2 separate regions of the Danio rerio genome follow, and region 1 is linked to region 2. Evidence: chromatin contacts called from public HiCAR-type data. All regions are on one chromosome and are shown on one strand. Each heading gives the region's core, a stretch centred on a gene start, on an enhancer-like site or on the middle of the called end of the contact. The rest is flanking DNA. Distances are from core to core; before and after follow the strand shown.

Region 1 (5,119 bases), core at 917-3,416, 370 kb before region 2:
TCTAGAGTGTATTCATATGCAAAGCCACTCACTGCATCGATGTTAATAGTGGCCTTTGTATCTGTACTACCCACATTAAAAGTCTCCTTTCCAACCAGTTTGAACATCCAATCTCTTCTTATGACTTCCTGTGAAAATACCAAACATTTCTGTGAAGCACTTTTACTTATTTTGCAATCACCAGTATGAAATACTCCTGTCACTTTAACTATAATTTTCACAATCATTATCTATTGATGGTCACACTTTATATTAGGTCATCCTAACTACTACAGTATCGTAATAGAGTTGTACAGTAAATCCTTGCAAGTGTATGTATGTGTAACTACATACCAAAATGTAAGTACATAACAATTATTGTGTATCCAATTCCAAACACTATGCAGTCAGTATTCAATAGCACTTAATTTAGTTTGACTCTAATGTCCTGAGATATAAAGTGCATAATTATTCAACTCTTTCATTATGAATTCTTAAAGTGCAGAACTTACTATTCTCCCTGCACAGATATGTTTTAATTGATTCAAATGACAAGAAGCTACTTGTTCTACTAACTATAGTCAATTTTAGTTTAGTTTTACCAAATTTACCTATAGCACATGTCTTTGGACTGTGGAGGAAACCGGAGCACTCAGATGAAACCCACACAAGCACATACATTAGGCATGGGACGATAACCGTTTTTAAGGTACACTGAGGTTTGGAAAAGGCAAGGTTTTAATAACGCCAAAATTTTCTGTACTATCGTCCCTAATGTATGTTTTAGATTTAATATTTAAATTTTTTTGAATAGTATCTCAAGCAGAAAAAAAATCTAAAAATGGCATTTAAATTGTAAAGAAATCGGTGTTTTTCAAACTATTGAAAACAGCAGAAGTCAATGACGTGGTAACCTGACGTGGTTACTGCTCCAAAATATCATAAATCTTTCAAAAAAAGAATATATTGTTTTCAAAGGGGAAAAAGTTTTTTTATTTTATTTATTTTTTATCCAGACATTTAAAAAGAATATATTTTAGAGCAGTAATCACAGTACCGTCATACCATGATATTTTTATCCAAGGTTATGATACTGTCAGAATCTTATACCGGCCCATGCCTAACAATTGTACACACTTCTTAAATTATTCTAATATTGCTAAGACAACATCCAACTGCAACTAAGATTTCCCCCTGCTGTTTGTATTAATTTCATTAACATTCATAGAATTACTTTCTTATTGTATAATTATTCATAAACAACCAATTTCCTTCAATAAACTCTACAACTTTGTTAACAAACAGACTGACTACAACTCACTTATTCAAATTGTTAGTTGTTGGTGGTGTTGCTTTTGTATTATTACCATTATTTAATTTTATGTTTTCATTAATTCAATCACACAAGAAAGACAGCAATTCTACAAGATTACCCAGAGTGTCAGCTATGTGTGTAAAAATAGATGTCTGTTACCTTTCCATCAATGTAAATAACTCTTTTTCCTGTGGTTGTGCCATGTTCAAATTCAATCCTGTGCACACCATCACTCAAAGCCACTTCCCACACAGCTACCAAATCTCCAGACATCCTCTGTCCTCCAGTACCTCAGAGAGATATGAACACAGACATGATTGAATTATTATCTCACATAAATGAAAAACGAGAACAGACTATTACATGAGCAAAGCAGAGCGTGAATGTGCAAATGTAAATAATATGTAATTAGTAAAAGTAGACATGTGTGATTAATCGACTTTACTGTTTTTAATCTGCTGTCAGTGTTCATATCAATAGCAGTGGGTTTCTTTGATTTGTTTGATAATCAATAAATGCAAACCATTAACGTACAAAACGGCGACCGTTAAACGGCTTTACGGAGAAAATAATACTGGAAACGTTAATTTTATGGGAATATTTTTAGTTAACGCTACATGACTTACTATCTATTGGTTAAAAACAATCTCGATTTTAAAAAGTATGGCTGGCGATGTATCAGAGCCACTAAATCTGTTTAGCTGAACAAGCTGTCGGTCATCCAAAACACAAGAGTCAGAGCGGTAAGAAATACATGTAATTACCGGTCCAGATCAGAGCTGCAATAAAGCGCGTTTCTGGTTTTATTAAATTCGCTTTTCCACGCGGCAGAAAATATCAACACATCTGACGTCGAGAGCATCAACGCGAAGAGCTTCAAAATTAGCCAACAACAAATCTGCTCCAGCTAACAACAGTTACTATGGCAACAGGTTCTTTTTCTTCTTCTGTCAGCATTTATACCGATTTAAACGCCAACGTGAACTTTACTGACATCTACTGACAATAAGATAAACTTGGCCATGCCACACGCCTGCTGAACTTTTTTTTCAACCAAAATGAAATCTGTGCAAACTCTCAGAATAAACTGACCAAACACATGTGCCCTGTCCCAATATTACCGTCTAGATCAATTAAGCAGACCTACTTTATGAAGATAAGATCTACAAAACACTTTAAAAACTTTCCTGCAAAGCCTGAAGATGTTTTAAAAATGAAATAATTAGATTTTATTTACGAATCATCTTCTAATAACTAAATCATGTCAACATTTGGTGTTACCACCATTCTTTACATTTTTTTTCTCCCAGGAAAAATCAGCCCTGTCCCAATTTTAGATTGCAATTGCATTTTCACTCTTGTGTTGGTTTTATGAACAAAATAGCTTAAAGTTTTTATATTATGCCTCAAACTATCATACTGCATTATTTTTCTGATAATATTATCATTTATTTACTATTGTACATGTACCAGATATTATTTTGCTCTTTCACCATGGTGTTTTGGGATTAAATCGCTTTTTATTCAGCATGAGCATAATTATATTAATATATATATATATATATATATATATATATATATATATATATATATATATATATATATATATATATATATATATATATATATATATATATATATATATATATATATATATATAATCCTGAACCTTGGGTGAGCTAGACTGACTGCAGTGTAATTGTGTGAATGATATGATATGGGCGTTTCCCAGCTGGTTTGCAGCTGGAAGGGCATCCACTGCATTAAACATATGTTGGATAAGTTGGCGGTTCATCCCGCTGTGGCGACCCCTGATTAATAAAGGGAATAAGCCGAAAAGAAAATAAATGAATAAATGAATACCTTGAACTCAAATAGCTAACTGACTTTATCCATAATTTGCTTATACATTGCATGTTACTGTAATGTTCCAAATATTAAAACGTATTGAACATTTTGTATTTATTTAAGAATGTTTATTTTATTTTATTTTATTTTATTTTATTTTATTTTATTTTATTTTATTTTACGAAGGCTTTTGTCATGTGAAACAACCGCATGTCGCACTGATGACGTACATCTCCCGCGACGCGAGATCCTTCGTCGACATTGAGGATCATTGAACTCGCTAGAAATCTTGTAGTTTCGCTATGGCGTTGCGGTTGTTTCGGCTAGTTGTGCCTTCGGGTGCAGCAGCTTGGAAACCTGTGTCGCCTATACAAACGGTAAGATTGATACACGGCCTCTATTATCCAGGCGAAAGCTTTATCGTTTATGTTAACGTTAGGCCTAATGTAGTTCAGACTGAAGGACAACAGCAGAATTCAGCTGTGCAAATCACTTCGTGCTGTCACATGGATGTATCTGTCTATTTCTTTACTTAATCATTGTAACGATTATATAAATGTCTATTGACATCCTATTAGATATGAACAATATATTTATCAACAAATGAGTGTTTGAGATTGGCTGTAGTTCTGCCAAAAGCGGCTCTAACAGTGTCAGAACCCGCATTAATATAACTTACTGTACAGCAGCTGACGCCCTCAGACTACCACATCCTGATAGAGAAGAATAACAAGATATTTTATATTTTAAAGGCTAAAATCCACACAAGTGCTGTCAGAAACCTGCGTTATGGATGGTTGGCTTACGTTATGGGTGAGAGGGCAAGCTCCCGCTTCAAGGAAAACAGCAAAATTATTTCCATTGATGGCAACTTGGCGTCTGGAAAAGGAGTACTTGCACAAGAATTGGCCGAAAAGCTGGGTAAGATCGTTTACGACACGCTTTGTTTGTGTGTGTGTGTGTGTGTGTGTGTGTGTGTGTGTTTGTTATCATTTCCCCATGCACACATTCTTATGGGAACTTGTTAACCTAGGGTAAAAATGCAGAGAGTTTTTTTTTAAATGTTAAATTTAGAGGATAGGAAATCGAGTTTGTACAGTAAAAACATAACTACGTCTATGAGAGTCCCCACCGTAATATAATAAGTTATGAGTATGACTCTCTCTCTCTCTCTCTTTCTCTTTCTCTTAGTCATTCATTAAATCATTCATTTTCTTTTTGGCTTAGTCCCTTTGTTAATCTGGGTTCCAACCACCAACCAATCCAGCATGTGGTCCACGAAGCGGATACCCTTCTCTGGGAAACATCCATACACACTCATTCATGTGCTATATAGCAGTTTGCACCTTAAGGAAGTGTTTATTTCCATCACATGATGGAAGTGAATAATGTGCCACAGAAACCTACTAAATGTTCAAAAAGATGCAGATTAATATCTTTTTGTTTATTATAGAAGTATTTTCTATGCAAAATCCTGACTAAAAAGTTCTCAAACTAATAACTCAACTTTTAATGGAATTACATGGGATTCGCTAAGACAATACTATGATAAATGCACACTGTAAGCCAAATGCGTATAGCGTATACTAAGTTCTGGCCAGAATTCAGACTTGCAACCCAACATATTTGAGCCTGTGTGAATTATATCCTGTTTCCAGTGTGTTCTTAAGCTGCTCTATTTTCTTTGCTTTTCTGTGGTTGTGAAATTCTCTTATCAGCCCATCTGGCACCAGCAGCCACATTTAAAATCACTTAAATCACAGTTTCTTCTTCCCTTCTCTAATGTTTTATTTGAACTTCATAAGAATCATCTTTACAATAGTGAAATAGTATTTGTCTAAACTCTGTAACTCTTTAGTGAATATTCAGTATTTGTTCAATGTCTGTCTCTTCAGGAATGCTGTACATGCCCGAGCCAGACACACACTATGTGGACAAAATGACAAAGGAGAAAGTTCCTTTAGATCAGGCTTTTAA
Region 2 (5,390 bases), core at 739-3,238:
GCGCAACATGCACGAGCGCAAAACCCCTCCCTGCCTCCTCCCCCGTATGAATATGCTAATGACTATGCTAATGGCAAAACCCAACGAAAAAGCAACGGCAAAATCAAACAAAAAGAGAAACTTTGAACAGAATGTGAATTGGAGGTGCTGCTTTCGGAGGTAGAACGGAGAAAAGCGGTGTTATTTGCAAGTTTGTTCTCCGGAATTAACAACAAAAGAAAAAAATAGAGTGGGAGAGTTTAGCTGATACGGTTAACACAGTTGGGTCTGAACATCGCACTGAGTGCATTTACAAAAGAAATAGTGTGGTTTATATCTGTAAAATGTTGCAGTACCCTTAGCAGTCTCAGTGGCGCACCTCATAAGAAGCATATGATCATATACTGACACGTTCGAGCACAAACTCGGTTCGAATCCAGCGTCTGATGAATTCTTTCTTCTTTTTTTCCCGCTACATATCAGATTTTGCCCACTATTTATCACGAGAAAGACAAGTAGGAATCATTAATAAGTTTGTGCATCATATTTTATTTGCACATTTATTGAATGGAAATGTTTCTGATTCACGCATGCAAATTTATCTTCAGATAGTGTCTTTATAGCAATGTGCGTGCAGTAGATAGCTCAGATTACATTGGGAAAACAGGCGACCGCTGCAAATTGATTTAATGTTTAGCTGGTCAACTGTGTGGTATGGAAATCTTACATACCTACTATATGAACCCGTCTCATACAGCTGCCATTGCAAGGATCAGACACTTTGTAGAGAAGAATTTAACACAACTGCCTCTAGGAGTCGCCAATGGAAATAAAACAGACACGCACAAAAAATGTGCGTACGCCTGCCAGAAACCTGCCGTGAAGTTGCGCACATTCCCACGTTCAGTTCATTGTTAGTAAATCCAAACGTGAGCGATTCTGAGCGTGAAATCTGGCGTACGCAAAGTTTTTGTGCGTACGCAGCGTTGATACATGAGGCCCCAGGGGTGTAATCTGGTTTCCTGGCCAAATTCCAACCCTCGGTCCTCACAATCATGGCCTCCCAAACATTCCCCTCCACCGAACTGGTTCACTATAGCTGTGTCTCATTTCAGAGGCTGCATCCTCCAGAGGGTGCTTGAAGTGTGCTGCATCATCGTGGCGCGATGAAGGCTGTCTCATTTAAAAAAAAACTCTAAGGCTCCTTCAAATGCAGCCCCCATATGTGTCCTTCGTTTCCCAGGTAAGGACTCTACAGGTGGATCCTTCCAGGCCTCGAACATCCCAAGATTTACTGTGCGCTGATAATGGCCGGACGTTTTTTAAAAGAAAACTTTGGTTTAAATTTATAAAATTAAGTTTACTTTACTTAGATATCTAAACATGTTAAAAAACAAAAAGAGTATGACATGTCTTACTAAAGAGGGATTTTATAGACATTTTACATTTTTAAGTGTACATGCATGGATCAAAGGAAATATATTTCCAGCTTCTGTATATTGTGTTTTGCCTTCAGATCGCTTAAAATAAGTTTTAAAATCACTTTGAAAAAAATCATTACAAATTTTATCAGTGCTTATTAACAGCAGCTGTTTTTGAGTCGAAGGACTCACATTTGAAGTGCGTCTGAAATGAGACACAGCTTGTCTCTCTACTCCCCCTATAGTTGGTGTATGGTAAGCGCACTAACGCTGTTGTCCTGTGGCTGCCATCGCATCATCCTAGTGGACGCTTTACACTGGTAGGGGCATGAAGAGGGTCCTTTCGTCCTTTATAAATGCACATTACTTACTTACATACTAAAAGTAACTTTCCAAACAACATACACACACACACACATACATACATACACACATACATACATAAATATTCAGAAGAATTAACTGATAATACCATTATCTTTTGCTTTGTTTTAAGGCCACTAATCTGCCGATAAGAAGCTAAACAATGGAAAGAAAAACATAGGTAAAACATAGATAAAAGGAGGAGTTTGGTAGCAATACACACCATGGCTGCTCATCGCATTAGATCAGCGAACAACAACACTGTGCTCCCTCGCTGCAGATCTGAAGGCGCACTAATCGATCTCAATGAAGGAGTTTCAGAGGCCACCCTCACAGATGTCAAAGGTCTCCCTTATCATTTTTACACAATAAACATGGTTAACTTTTGAAATCGTTTTATTCATTTGTTTATTTATCAATCAACAGTCCCTTCACCTAGTTCTTTACGACTGGATGCTACTGCCTCATTTGGAGCTGCCAGGGAAGTGATTGCCATTAAGGATTACTGCCCGTCCAGCTTTACCACACTTAAGTTCTCAAAAGGAGACTGTCTTTATGTCATAGACACATCAGGTGGAGAGTGGTGGTATGCACACAACAGCAAGGAGATGGGGTACATCCCAGCTGCTTATGTCCAGCCGATCAATTATCGGGACTCCTCGTTCAGTGACAGCGGCATGATTGACAGCATATGTGACATTTCTGAAGGAGTGAAAGAAATGGACATCTCAGGGGACTGGACGATGTCCTCCAAAACCACAGAATCTAGACATGAAAATCCTTTTGTTAATAAACGCATGTCAAATAACCCATTCCTAAACAGCACACTGCAAGACACCACTGACCAAAACAGCAACCAAAATTCAGCAAATACCTTTTGCTTTGATCATTTCTCACCTCCCATCTCAAACACCAGTAGCACTGTTAATATAAATGGCTTTGAAAATGGCCTGCTTGACACAAACAGTTTTAGCCTGAGCTCAGGTGTGAATCTTCGCCGAGACAATCCATTTTTTAAGAACAAGCGCTGCTACAGCATGTCAGAGCTGTCAGTCCTGCAGTCCCTGTCTGAAGGAAATCAAGGTTCCTTGAGTTATTTTGGCAGCATGAAGTCGCCTAAACCTGAGCATTTTCAAAGTAGAGAGGACTTCAAAACAGCATGGCTAAATCATCGTAAATTTACGAGATCCTGCCATGACCTGGACTCAATTGGACAAAACCCAGGATGGGGGCAAACCCAACCAATAGAGACCAACATAGTCTGCAAACTGGACAGCTCTGGTGGAGCTGTGCAGCTACCAAATACCAGTATCAGCATACATATCCCTGAGGGTCATGTTGCACCAGGAGAGACTCAACAGATATCTCTGAAGGCCCTTCTGGACCCACCGTTAGAGCTCAACAATGATAGATGCACTACTGTGAGTCCAGTGGTAGAAATAAAACTCAGTAACATGGAAACCAAGACCCCAGTCACTTTAGAGATGAAGGTGTCAGTTGTGGTAAAGATCGAGAGCCGCAGAACTGCAGAGGTAGTATGCATAAGAAGCGACTGCAAAGAAGGTCCGTACGTCCCAATACCACATGCATACATGTATGGGGACACTGTGCAAGTGACCCTGGACAATTTAGAGCCTTGCATGTATGTCTCTGTGGTGGCCCAGGCACAAACAGTGGCTCCTTACAACACAGTCTGGGAACATGTTGTAAAAAAGGTCACTCTTGGGGTGTATGGCCCAAAACACATCCACCCATCTTTCAAGACAGTGGTGGCCATTTTTGGTCATGACTGTGCCCCGAAGACATTGCTTGTAAGTGACGTCAAAAAACATTCACAGTCAACTACACCTGTCGTCCTCCAGCTCTGGGGAAAGCACCAGTTTGTAATGGCAAAACCTCAAGATCTTCAGGTTGGCATGTATTCGAACATGTCCAATTTTGAAATAAGAGCCAATGAACAGGCCAAAACCGTGAGGGGGTTTCAAATCAAACTTGGCAAAGTGGCCCGCCTTGTCTACATGATCGCAGCCCGCGATTCTACAGACATTTCAGACTTTACACTGCGAATACAAGTCAAGGATGATAAAGACTGTATTCTGGCCCAATTTTGCGTTCAGACCCCAACCCCACTACCAAAAACAAGCACAAGGAGTTCTGTTCAAAGGCGCTTTCTAAAGAAAAAGGAAGTGAACAAAATAGTCCTCTCTCCTCTTGCAGCAACCACAAAGTATCCCCTATTTCAGGACAGATTAGTCAAAAACTTGAAATTTGCTAAATTGCTGAAAACAGTTGTAAGACAGTCCAAAAGCCTATATTTACTAGAGTATCTCAAAGGTGACGTAATGACTATTGTAAGCGAGGAAAAAATCAAACTGAAAGGACATCTATGGACAAAGGAATGGTATATCGGATACTACCATGGAAGAATTGGGTTGGTGCATGCAAAAAACATTCTTATCATGGGAAAAGTGAAACCTGTTAATTATAAAGGGTCAGATCTTACGACTACAGTGCTTTTAGAGCAGATCCTGAAGCCCTGCATGTGTCTGACGTACATCTATGCATCGGTTCGGACGATACTGATGGAAAATGTAGCAAGTTGGAGAGCATTTGCTGATGCTTTGGGCTTCGTCAATCTGCCATTGACACATTTCTGCCGGACAGAGCCAGACAGTGAGCCAGAAAAGGTAGCTTGTGTTCTTGAGAAGCTTAAGGAAGACTGCAATGCAGCTGAGGGCAAGGAGAGGAAGTCTTTCCAGAAGGAGCTCATGAAGGTAAGAGTTGAAAGTTTCTAGTAATTCATCCTGCCTGCTTTGAATAATAAAAAAATTCAAAGTTAATAAAGCTGATAAATATTTAAATATTTTAAAGACAGGTTGTGTCAAACTTATGCATCAATTTTGTTTTATGTATTTGTGTTAAGGACACCAGATAGCGCAGTGGTACTGCTAACTATTCTTGACCTTGCTGGTGATTTTTTTATACACTTAAGTACACTAAACAAACGTGTGTATAACAATTAATAATTTATCATTTCACTACTTAATAGCAGAGCAATTCAAAATAAATATTTCAAAATATTACTCAAAGCTCTTTTCGCAAAGTTGTTTGATTTCTAAAAGGCCAAAATTTTCCCCCAAAAATATATATTGAATACTTTTTTAAAAACACCACCTAATTAAGCAAACAACACAAGATATGGCAGCACAATACGCCATTTTGGCATTGAACATCCACATTATGGAAAAGGCCAGAAAATTGGGTAAGGCTAAGTAAGTCCCTGTACAGTTCTTAAAGGTTCTATCTCTTTTAGTTTAGTTAAGAAAATATTTTAAAACAATAAAATATAGTGGATTTCCTGAAGACAACGTGTTTCTCAACCTTTTACCCCCAATAGCCACATATAAGGAAACATTGCAGGGCCTCCATAGAGGACTTTTGACCTCAGAAAAGCACAAAAGCAATCCAGATAGCACCCTTTGACAAATGTGCTGTTCAGCACCTTTAACATTTGGTGTTATGTAGAACTTAACATAGTTTAATTTGTAAAGTAAAAACTATGCAGTGTTAATTTACATTTAATTATTAAGTTTGTCTTTCCAGTACTGGGTTGCGACTAGAAGGGTA

The links. HiCAR-type assays count read pairs that join an accessible place to other places.
Region 1: a contact with region 2 is called in a HiCAR-type map of caudal fin, with 7 times the contacts expected there. The contact joins the promoter of faima here to the promoter of sh3bp4 in region 2. A contact is called at or near these places in 2 of 18 Hi-C or Micro-C datasets (caudal fin and hematopoietic stem cells) and 2 of 4 datasets of contacts at active chromatin or transcription factors (caudal fin and embryo).

What each region holds. Positions count from the first base shown.
Region 1 is chr9:25,364,506-25,369,624 of GRCz12tu, reverse strand. faima (Fas apoptotic inhibitory molecule a) reads right to left here and starts at 2,166. Exons shown (of 5, transcript NM_001002583.1): 1 at 2,059-2,166; 2 at 1,454-1,584; 3 at 1-128. The coding sequence starts at 1,567. ndufa10 (NADH:ubiquinone oxidoreductase subunit A10) reads left to right here and starts at 3,393. Exons shown (of 10, transcript NM_199578.1): 1 at 3,393-3,519; 2 at 3,895-4,063; 3 at 5,038-5,119. The coding sequence starts at 3,445.
Region 2 is chr9:24,998,160-25,003,549 of GRCz12tu, reverse strand. sh3bp4 (SH3-domain binding protein 4) reads left to right here and starts at 1,988. Exons shown (of 4, transcript NM_001123295.1): 1 at 1,988-2,108; 2 at 2,190-4,537. The coding sequence starts at 1,988. All of the region lies in intron 3 of LOC141376122 (a long non-coding RNA gene), which reads right to left.